Regions from separate parts of the Mus musculus genome. Here regions 2, 3 and 4 are each linked to region 1. The links are chromatin contacts, called in public HiChIP or PLAC-seq and promoter capture Hi-C maps. All regions are on one chromosome and are shown on one strand. The core of a region is the stretch at or near the end of the contact, and the rest is flanking DNA. Distances in the headings are between cores, read along the strand shown.

The links. Promoter capture Hi-C pulls out the DNA fragments that hold promoters and counts their contacts. HiChIP or PLAC-seq counts read pairs in DNA pulled down with a chosen protein or histone mark.
Region 2: a promoter capture Hi-C map of trophoblast stem cells shows a contact between it and region 1, with 4 times the contacts expected there. The contact joins the promoter of Ifitm2 here to the promoter of Spef1l in region 1. A contact is called at or near these places in 11 of 39 promoter capture datasets (the 3T3-L1 cell line, the HPC-7 cell line, the SN4741 cell line and 8 more), 1 of 484 Hi-C or Micro-C datasets (CD4 T cells), 9 of 115 datasets of contacts at active chromatin or transcription factors (bone marrow-derived dendritic cells, bone marrow-derived macrophages, craniofacial prominence and 5 more) and 2 of 9 other capture datasets (adipose tissue and liver).
Region 3: a contact with region 1 is called in an HNF4G HiChIP or PLAC-seq map of pancreatic cancer cells. The contact joins the promoter of Pwwp2b here to the promoter of Spef1l in region 1.
Region 4: a promoter capture Hi-C map of liver shows a contact between it and region 1, with 1.9 times the contacts expected there. The contact joins the promoter of Inpp5a here to the promoter of Spef1l in region 1. A contact is called at or near these places in 1 of 39 promoter capture datasets (liver), 1 of 484 Hi-C or Micro-C datasets (neutrophils), 2 of 115 datasets of contacts at active chromatin or transcription factors (memory CD8 T cells and pancreatic cancer cells) and 1 of 9 other capture datasets (pancreatic islet).

The regions. Positions count from the first base shown.
Region 1 is chr7:139,977,502-139,980,012 of GRCm38.p6, reverse strand. Spef1l (sperm flagellar 1 like) reads left to right here and starts at 1,258. Exons shown (of 7, transcript NM_001033465.3): 1 at 1,258-1,466; 2 at 1,868-1,979. The coding sequence starts at 1,331. Adam8 (a disintegrin and metallopeptidase domain 8) reads left to right here. Exons shown (of 24, transcript NM_001291066.2): 23 at 1-53; 24 at 486-1,081. The coding sequence ends at 536. It overlaps Gm16201 (a long non-coding RNA gene), which reads right to left. Exons shown (of 5, transcript XR_389973.3): 5 at 1,033-2,511.
Region 2 is chr7:140,954,703-140,957,213 of GRCm38.p6, reverse strand. It overlaps Ifitm2 (interferon induced transmembrane protein 2), which reads left to right and starts at 1,253. Exons shown (of 2, transcript NM_030694.1): 1 at 1,253-1,544; 2 at 2,041-2,375. The coding sequence starts at 1,299. The coding sequence ends at 2,229.
Region 3 is chr7:139,247,226-139,249,736 of GRCm38.p6, reverse strand. Pwwp2b (PWWP domain containing 2B) reads right to left here and starts at 1,255. Exons shown (of 3, transcript NM_001098636.1): 1 at 1,094-1,255. The coding sequence starts at 1,218.
Region 4 is chr7:139,387,852-139,390,362 of GRCm38.p6, reverse strand. It overlaps Inpp5a (inositol polyphosphate-5-phosphatase A), which reads right to left and starts at 1,254. Exons shown (of 16, transcript NM_001127363.1): 1 at 899-1,254. The coding sequence starts at 973. It overlaps Gm46004 (a long non-coding RNA gene), which reads left to right and starts at 1,216. Exons shown (of 2, transcript XR_001778314.2): 1 at 1,216-1,797.

The DNA.
Region 1 (2,511 bases), core at 9-2,508:
CGACACCACCAGTCAAGCCCGGGACTGGAGGGACGGTGCCTGGAGCAACTCAGGTGAGCCTCAGAGGGAAGGGGAAGGGGAAGGGGAAGGGGGAGTCCATCTTGCAGGAACCCTCCTGCTGACTGTGGCACTGTTTCGGAGGGTGAGTGGCTGTTTTCATTTTCTTAGCTGGTAAGTTTTAGTGACATTTGAAAAAAAAAAAAAAGAAAGAAAAAAAAATCCTCAATAACAGGCTTGATGTCTGCTTTATAATTTGCCAGAACTTTCCAGTGCTTGCGGCTTTCGGGGGCTATGGAATTTTCCTTTTCATATGGCTAGTCTACAGTATATATGAAATGCTAGTACAGTCATCTTGTGAGGTCGGGCCCATTCTGTTGTTAGGGGAAGTGGAAGTCTAAATTTAAAGAACTGGCAATGGGTATTTTCAGCTGGACCTCTCTCTTATCAGGTCCTCTTTAATATCGATTTCCTTTTTTTCTTGGCAGGGAGCTGGTGAGCCAAAGGTTGCTCTGAAGGTCCCCATCCAGAAGAGGTGACCAGCTAGGGCACCCCAGGGCCATCGTTTGTGGACGTTTGGAGATACCACTGCTCCTATAAATGTGTTCCTTCAGCAACACCACAACCACCACCCAGGCTGGACCTGCACACGCTGTTCCTACCTCAGGAATAATCTTTCTGTGGCTCTTGCTGTCCAGATGCCCTCATGAACCAGTGGCCTCTCACTGGCCTTGGCCAGCTTAGACCATACATCTGCGTATGCTAGTTGCTAGGCAGGGGCGGTGTACCCTGCAGTGGGCGTGATCAAGTCTGTCTGTCTCTGGGTGGACAGAATGCCAGGAGTCCCCTCCCAGCAACTTCTGCACTGGCCCTCACACAGTGACCTCTCTCCAAGGCACAGTTCCTGTATCTACATCCCACTCGTGTATGAGACTTAGGAAAGGAAAAGACGTCGTTCTTGGGGTGTTGGGACAAGAAGTTGCCGTCATCTCCGGATTGAAACAGATTAGTTGTTGAAATTATGACTAAACACTATTCACTAATAAAGATTCTATTTTATCAATAGATTATAGATCACATTCTACATGGCAGTTTGTTTTTATTACACCAGATCAAACAATTTCACCTACCATCTCCCTTCGTTTTTTAACCATCCACCTTGATTCAGCCCGATCTCTGGGCGTGCAGGAGGACCAATCCTTCCTGGGATCGAGGGAGGGACCAGCGCGGTTAGGGCCCCGCCCCTTCCGGCTGTGCCGCGTCTCCCAGCAACGGTCCAAACCCGCCAGGTTTCTTCCGCTGTGTTTCTCTGCTGCACACCCACTTCTCTGCCATGCTCAGTGCTTCCAAGCCGAGCTCAGCTTCGTTCCTGCCAACGCCTGGGGATATTCATAACCTCTGCGCCTGGCTGGACCGGCTCCCACTCAGCCGCCCCAAGCGCCACTTGGCTCGGGACTTCAGTGATGGTGGTGCGAGTGAGGGCGAGGCGCTATGGGGCGGATGATGAAGAGGACTCAAAGCTGAGGGCCACCCTTGCCTCCAGCCCCCTAGTACGGGTGTGGGTGTTGGGGGAACGGAGCGGTTCTTGAGTCCAGACTCGTGCTCCTTAGGAAAGGTAGTAGCAAACAGGGCCTCCTGTGGCTCTTCCAGCTCCCCCTGGGCTCTCACGCTGTATTAGCTTCCCAGGCCATCCTACCACTTGGTCTGACCTGGAGTCTAGGTGCCGTGCCAGACTCGGGGACAATTATGGGCTCCCCAGGAAAAGCTCGTGTCCTTCCCACTCCATTCCATGCATCTCATGTGGTCAGGGATTACAGTTGCAACCCAGGGTCTTGACCAGGCAAGCCAAGTTCCCCTCGCATTCCCACAGTGCTGGTGGCCGAGATTGTGAAGCACTTCCGCCCTCGGCTGGTGGACTTGCACAGCTACGTCCCAGCCTGCAGTACAGACCAGAAGCTGAGCAACTGGAGCCTTCTCAACAGGCAAGGCCTGGGAGCTCAGCCCACCTAGGTTGACCCCGGGATGCTCTCTCCAGCCATGGGTCTCTGACTGCCTAACTGTGGGTCCTTGCCTATAGAAGAGTACCACAACCAGGGGTACTAGGGCACTAGTACCCCTAGTACCACTCCTGGGGGTGCTAGGGCAGCCTATCAGCTAGCCTGCTCCCTTACGGATCAGTAGAGTTTTACTTCACCTCCCCAAATGTCCTCAGACAAGACTCTGCCTGTGTATAATAAGTGATCTCAAGGACAGAGTCGGGCAGATATGTCTGATGTAGTCCAATCACAGAGGGCCCTCGGGAAGTGTCTGAGCAGAGCAAGGTGGAGAACCTGTGTGGGCACCCCCAAAAGACTGGCTCAGATTGGAATAGAAACATTGCTGGGCTCAGGCCTGGGTCTAATCTCATGGGCTTATGTTTGAGAGGGAAGAGATGAAAAGAGACCTCAAGGGAGATGATCATGCTGAGAGGGCCCAGCTGCAGGTTTCCAGGTACTGTTGAGCTGTCTCAACAGG
Region 2 (2,511 bases), core at 4-2,503, 980 kb before region 1:
CAGGATACGTATAGACATGTGTTCATTCTCTTACACACGAGAAGTGGGATTCTGGGTTGTAGCTTCGATCTGCCCACTGCCTGCAAAGCCTGCAGCATCAGTGGTGTGGTTTCTTTGCTTCTAAACTACAGTGCTTCCTAATGGGTATGAGCAGTGTGCTGCTGGGGCTTTGATCTGCATTTTGCTAATGAGCAAGAATGTGGAGCCTGTTACCCATTGTGCCTCTTCTAGAAGAAATGTTGAGTTCCCCTTTCGTTCATTTTTTTAAAATTTTTACTTACTACTTTTTATTCATTTATTTAAGACAAGCTGTCATGTAGCCCAGGCTGGACCTTGAACTGATTCTCCTGCTGACCTTTCCCAAGTGCTGGGATTACAGACATGTGACCTGCTCCAGCTTTTGAGGCTCTGATCGATGGTGATGGTTGTACAAGTAGAGGCGAACAAGGGCTCTGTAGTTAGACTCACTGATCTCCTCCTTGCTCCATTCTGCCCTGTGGGATGAAATTTGGGTGCTGGGGGTGGGGGTGTGAGGTTACTGAATGGGTTCAAGTGTCAAACGATTTGTGTCCTTCACCACCAGGGAACTTCCCTTGTTTCTAGGACGCTCAGTTCCCTCACTGCTTCTGCCGGGAAAGACTCGGAGTTCCCTGTGTAGCCGTACTCCTACAGGCTTCATTTTAGCAATGGCTGTTTCGCAACTGGTAGGAAAACATCTGCCTTCCATAAGCTCCCCGGCTGCAGCCAAGTGACTGGAATTTTCCTTCCCTAGCTAGCCAGGAGCATCCAGGCCCTGTGCTGGAAGGCTCCTCCTTCCCCAACTGACAGCCAAAGAAACATTGAGTTGCAGATCTCCCCAGCCCCCACCTGCAACAGATTAGTTTAGGGGTGTGTGTGCTTGGGGTTTTTTAGAGGAGGCCCTCACTGTGAGGCCAGGTTTAGGGATGTACCAGGGGTGTGAGAGCAGGGGGCTGGGGAGACTAGATCTGGGGAGAAGTTCTAGTATGCCTACTGTAAGCAGGAGGTGGAGACCTTCAGACAAGTTTTAGCCCTGGGACAAGTCTAGATCCCTGGAAGTTTATACAGAGGTACCTCAACAGTCAACTAGTCCTGAAGTAATTTGATACTCAAGGCCTAAGTACCGCCCACTTCAGTATCCAGCCAATTCCCCACAGTAAGGCCCTCTGGAGACTAACCCACCAACAGGAAAAGGAAATTGCTAGAGAAAGGGCGGGTCTACAGAACCAGGATAGCAGCAGCCATCCTCCAGACGGGGCGATTGTTCCAGAGTCAGTACCATGAGCCACAATTCTCAAGCCTTCTTGTCCACCAATGCCGGGCTTCCTCCAAGCTATGAGACAATCAAAGAGGAGTACGGGGTGACTGAGCTGGGGGAACCCAGCAACTCAGCTGTTGTGAGGACCACCGTGATCAACATGCCCAGAGAGGTGTCGGTGCCTGACCATGTGGTCTGGTCCCTGTTCAATACACTCTTCTTCAACGCCTGCTGCCTGGGCTTCGTTGCCTATGCCTACTCTGTGAAGGTGAGTGTGCTAGAGGGGGTGGGAGGGAATGGTGTAAGAAGGTGTGTGTGAGCCTGAAGCGCCATCTACTCAGATAGCACCGAGGTGTGAGTGTGGGGTCCTTTCTGTAAGAAAGTGTGTGTGCACCCTTCCTATTTGTGTGTGTGTGTGTGTGTGTGCGTGCGTGCGTGCGCGCGCGCGCGCGCGCGCACTGTCTGTCTCTGGTGTTGGAGACTTTCTGATAGTCACAGGATGAAACTGCCTGGGGATTCTGGGGCCAGACTTTCCCCACCCCTTCACCCTTTAGACTGGGGCCCTAATCTGTGTGGAAAGTGAGGTATGCAGCGAATGCTGGAGCTTACTGTATAGTTTGTGTTTGTGTGTGTGTGAAAAGAGGGGAGGGTTTCCCGGCTGGAGGGAGTGAGACAGTGGGCAGGGAGCAGTTGGGGAAATGGAGCCAGAGCACCTGGCTCTCAGCTGGCCAGCTCCAGGGCTCCTTACATCTAATTTCCTTCAGTCTAGGGACAGGAAGATGGTGGGCGATGTGGTTGGAGCCCAGGCCTACGCCTCCACTGCCAAGTGCCTGAATATCAGCTCCCTGATCTTCAGCATCCTTATGGTCATTATCTGCATCATTATTTTCTCTACCACCTCTGTGGTAGTCTTTCAGTCTTTTGCACAAAGAACACCCCATTCTGGATTCTAGCTGCCCTGTGCTCCACGGTCCACATCTGCCCCGCCCCTGCCCCGCCCCCAGGCTCAAGCCTCGACCCTTTACCCTACGCGTATGCAAATGTTACCTTCACCTATCTGTCCACAGTGGATTCAATAAAGTGCACGGGGTGGCAACTCTGGCTGTGACTCACTGTTCTCTGGTTCTGTACCGAGCTCACCTTGCATCCTTTTTGTCTGAGGAGAGCAAGTGTCGTTAACTTGTCAGGCTTCTGGTCTCCAGATATGGGCAGCAGCCGACCTGTGGGTTTTTGCC
Region 3 (2,511 bases), core at 6-2,505, 730 kb after region 1:
AGAGCAGGCTGCACAGGTTGAGCAGGGGTGCAGCCAGACCTGCCTAGGGAGGAGAGGGCAGCCATCAGCAGGGTGGGGGATGGCTTGCCTTGGAAGCTTTCAGGTGGCTATTCTGCAGCCCCTGAATGTCACCCCATTATAGGCACTCCCTGTACTAACCAACAAGAGAGGGGCACCAGTCACACGGGAGGCCATATGTTAAGTCACATGACTTGTGCATAAATGGCTTCTGGCACATCTAATGAAGACATAATGTCAGCAGGGTAACTGTCGAAGGAGGAAGGGCTCTGCTCTGTGGTGGGAACCCAGGGAAATCCGGGCTTTAGGAAGGGAAAAAGTTGGGTCTTTGAAAGCAGAGCCCTTTTCTGTTCCTAATTCCAGAATGAAGCCTGGCTGGAGCAGAAGAGTCACAGCCTGATTAATGCCTAATCATTTATCAGGCAGTGACAGCGCAGTGCCATGTGATTCTGGGTTCAGGTGGCTGTTCTGCGCTGCAGAAGCCCCTGCAAAGGGTATACAGGTGGTCTCAGGAGCCAAGCCCAATGCGCCCCTCCAGTAGAGGCACTGGCCCTGGAACTTGTATCTTCCACTCCCCCGCAAGGCGCCTCGCCCACAGCAGTGTTTCTACACCCCGCAGTCTCGCAGCTGGTCTCCACCAGCCACTCCTATAAGCCTTGGGCTTCCCCCCTCTTGTGACAGGTGAGGCCATAGCTTAACTGACCCCCTTAAACGAATCACGATTCTACAAACAGTCGAATTCAACAGTGCGTCTGAACAAAGAAAAGTGCGTTAATTATGGCAGATGTGCGGAGTTTCAGGCAAGGCTTCCCGTGCGTCCCGGCCGGCACCGCAGCCCCTCTGCGGGGCCGCACGCTCTCCTGCCCCGAAAGTCACCGCGACTTTGGGAGAGAGCCACTTTCGCACCCAGACCGGCGGCCAGCTGGCGCGCCTCGAAACCCCGGCCCAGCAGAAACTGAAAGCGGACGCCGGGCTTTGCTGCTCCTCTCGGAGCCTGCATTGGAACCTTGAATCGGTGGAGGAGTGTCCCGGGAGATTCCGAGGAGTCCCGGGCCCGCGACCCTGCCCCGCTCACTTTTTCGTGCAATCCAGCAGGATTCCGGCGAAGCTGCGCTCGCCACAGCTCACGGTGACCACCAGCGCGCCGTTGACGACCTGTTCCACCCGCACCGGCAACCGGCAGCCGGCCCGCGGCTCCATGCTCCCGCCGCCTCCGGAGGCCGCCCCCGCCCGCCACCGCCGCCGCCGCCGCCGCCGCCGGGTCAGCCCCGCGTGACGCCGCCTGACGTCACAAAGCTCTGTGTGCCGGCCGCCACCGCGGAGCTAGGCTGGGGCGCGCGGCCGCGGGCTGCGCTCCCAGGAGCCGGAGGGCGTGGGGCGGTCCGCCCGCAGCGTGCGCCCACAGCCGGCTCTCAAAGCTGGGCTTGCAACGCATTGCGGGGGCCCCACCGGGCGGGGAGAAGGGTTCGTTAATCTTGACGCCACGCAGGCTTGGAATGCCCCCTAGGAGGCCTTGCCAGGAACCGAGGGGTAGCGGGGACACTCCCCGGGTCCAGGCCCTTCCCCCACTCTGCTTCTCTGGGTTCCACCCCGGGCCCCACCTCCTTCCTGATCCTGTCCCGGGGCCACTCCCTGAGCCCGGCGCAGCCTGGGGCCCTTCCCCCATGTAGTCTGGGGGTCCCCTGTCTACCAGTTTGTGCTAGAGGACCCCGGCAGCGTCTTCTACGCACGACTCCTGTGTCCACTTGGTACTTGAAAAAGTCTGTGGACACGTGTATTTGAAGCGAATCAGGCCTGGCAGAGGAGACTCCGGGTGCCGAGGGACACCAATGGGGCCCTTACAAGAGGCCTAGTGTCACCCTCACTACAGGGCTACCTGGCACTGGGCTACCCAGGTGTGCTCGGCGCCTCCTAGGAGACTATAGTGCTCCGGTCTGTTTGAGAACCTCGCAGGGCGCGGGGCTGGCCAGCACTAGTGTTGGCAGGATTATTCTATCCAGAGCTCTTGCGTCTCCTGGGACTACTCGCTGCAGCACTCCTCGCTTAGTGTACAGTATGAAGAGCCACCTCCCATGAGCAAGAGCCAGGCTCCCCGGGCGTGTGCAACCGGGCCCGCGAGGGCAGCCTGGCCATGAGTGGGAGGTGGCGGCGCCCGGCGGACGGCTGACCGCCACCCTAGACCTCCTCCGGTTTCCGCAAGCACTTGCACTCTGAATCCGGATTCGGAATCCATAACTGACTGCCTCCAAGGGTCTGTCACGTTGCAATGACCAATGGCGTCTGTGAATCGGGCCCCTAAGGCTGACTTGCATCGCCATGACCCTGCATTGGAGGCACCAAAAGGGCAGAGAGGTACTGACCACGGATCTACCAGGCCCATGTCCTTTTCAGCTGGGGAGTGGAGTTCTTGCCCTGCTGGGACTTGCTTCAGGGCTGCTACCACTGACGCCGCCAAGGACAGCCGAGGCCGCCCTGGCGCCACTTTACCTTGCC
Region 4 (2,511 bases), core at 5-2,504, 590 kb after region 1:
GGCAAAATGAGGTGCCTCACGCCTCAGGCCCCTCAGAAGACAAGACCAAGGGATGGGATATAGGTACCAGGACTCAGATGATGGAGCTCAAGGTTTGGGACTGAGGTCTATTGGGAGGAAGGTTCGGGGATGGGAGATGGGGTGTAGAATTAGAGGCAGGGACCTCACTCTGGGGCCAAGAGTAGGTGTAGGATCTGAGGTTTTAGGGTAGAGACTCAGAGTTCAGGGTCAGTGTGGTATGGGTTGAGAGGAACAGGACCAAAATTTTTGAAAGCTGGGTTTCTGGAACCAGAAATCAGACTTGGGGGATCAGAGTCAGAGACTGGGGGCCAGGGGGTGAATCAGAAAACCTGGGGTCAGCGTATGCTTGGGTTTGGAAGCCAGGACATCCAAGTATCAGGATTCTGGGTCAAAATTCCAGGTCAGTACTTGTGGCTCTGGAGTTCCAAGGCAGGAAAAAGATAGGGATTTGCTGTCTTGGGAGCAAAGCAAGGAACCAGCATCAGGATTCAAGGATCTGGACTGAGTCTGGGTTCCTGTAGTATGGGTTAAGACAGGGGTTCAAAAACTGAGTCTTCGAGTTTGGCCTCGGGTACCAGAAAAGCGGTGTTAAGGTCCCGAGTGTGTAGCTGGAAGTTTCCTGGCCTAGGGTACCCCCCTGCTATGGGGTCAGGGTCTGTCTGGGGCTTGGGAAAATCCTGGTCGGAGTCTCCAGCTGTGGGTAGGGGGCATCAGAGTCACACGTCCCAAAGACAACTGGCCCGGAGTCCGCGGCTATAGAAGACGCTGTAGGGGCCGGAATTTAGGGTCTCCAACTGAAAATGGGGATGTCAGGGTCCCGGGCTGGGAGACTCCTAGCCCGTAACCGCCCCTCCCTAGCCGACGGCGCGGCACTTACGTCGTCGAAGAGCGAGCCCACGTTGGCCGTGACCAGCAGGACCGCGGTGCCGGGGGCGGCCGCCTTCCCCGCCATGGTGCCCGGGCGGAGCGGGCTCTGGACTGGGTGGCGGCGGCCGCTTCCTGCGGGGCCGGTAGGGCTGGGGTCTCGCGGGGCCGCGGGGCGTCAGCTGCGCCGGGGGACAGCACAGGGGCGCATCGCGGGCTTGGCGGGTCGGACCGGGCCTGGCCGGGGCTCCAGCCTCGCGGTCGCGGCTCTTCGCTGCTCCGCGGCCCCGCGCCCGCTCGCCGCCGCGCCTCACAGCGGCCCGCGCGCAGCCATTAGACCCGCCGGGAAAGTTCCCGCAGCCGCCGCCGCCGACTCCGGCTGGGACAAGTCCCGCCCCACAGGAGGTGGGACCCTAGAAGGCGGGGCTGTCGGTCGCGCCGGGGGTGGGGCCTCCCTATGGGGCGGGGCCTGCACACAATCTACAGACTTGGGTCTTAGGCTCCCTGGCTCCGGGTCCACTGGAAGGGCGGGTTCTCGAGCCTGAGTCAGGCTGGGGGTGGGGTTTGTGCAGGGGCGGGCCTGCTCACAGGAGCTAAGCCTAGGGTGGGGCGGAGCCAACACCAGATGGAGGAGGGGAGAGGCGGGCATATGGGGCATTCCTGTCAGTCAGGCCCCTGAGTCCTCCCCTGGCTTTGCCCCGCCCTGCCGCGGTTACGCGCATATTCCACCCTCCACTCCCATGACGTCACGACCCTGTTACCAAAGCGCTTCTTAAAGGAGCCGCGAGTTTGGACGACTACAGCCCGCCTTCTTGTTGGGAGCCCTGGAGATCCTTGGAACCTCTGTCCTGGCCCCCCATCCCCCCCCCCCGATGTGGAACCGGTCTTCAGCCTGGGTCCAGGCCCTCGCCGGTACGGGGAGTCTGACGTAGGCGGACCGTGGGAGGGAGCAGGGCCACGGAGAATTAAGGAGGAGCCTCCTCCAGTCCCAGCTCTGGGTCTGCAAAGAGTGGGTCTGCAGATCAAGTGTATGGGATTTTGCAATTTCCTAACACGTCCACCCAGTTCCTTATATAGGACTTTGCTTACAAAACAGAAAGCTGTTGGCATCCAAAAACAGAAAACTAATAAATCCTTTTAAGAAGCAAGCGTATTGATGTACTCCTGTAATCCCAGTACTCGGAAGTTGTGGCAGGATTGCTATGAGTTCGAGGCCAACCTGAACTCATAGCAACCTAAACTAGCTTGAGACCATACCCCGCCCCTCCCACCTAAAAAAGAAAAAGTTCAGATTAGGTGTTTGGATAGCCAGCTGTGGCCCCCATGCCACACCCAAGGACAGTTCCCAAGGTGGGGGATGTGGTCAGTCCGGGAATTTTAGCCACCAGAGAGAGCTGGAGGTGGGGGGCAGGGAGGTATGCTAGTTAGAAGAACAGAATCAGTCCTACATGTAGAAGGAATCAAGAAATTTCTCTGAGATAGAGTCAGTTGTTCCTGGAGGTGGGACGGGGCTGGTAGGGAACATATAGTGAGCTGGGTAACCCTTGCTAGTCTAGGCCTCCAGAAAGCCCTGTCCAGTGGGGCTGCTGCGCTGTAGCCTGCGAGGAGGCATCCAAAGAAACAGTA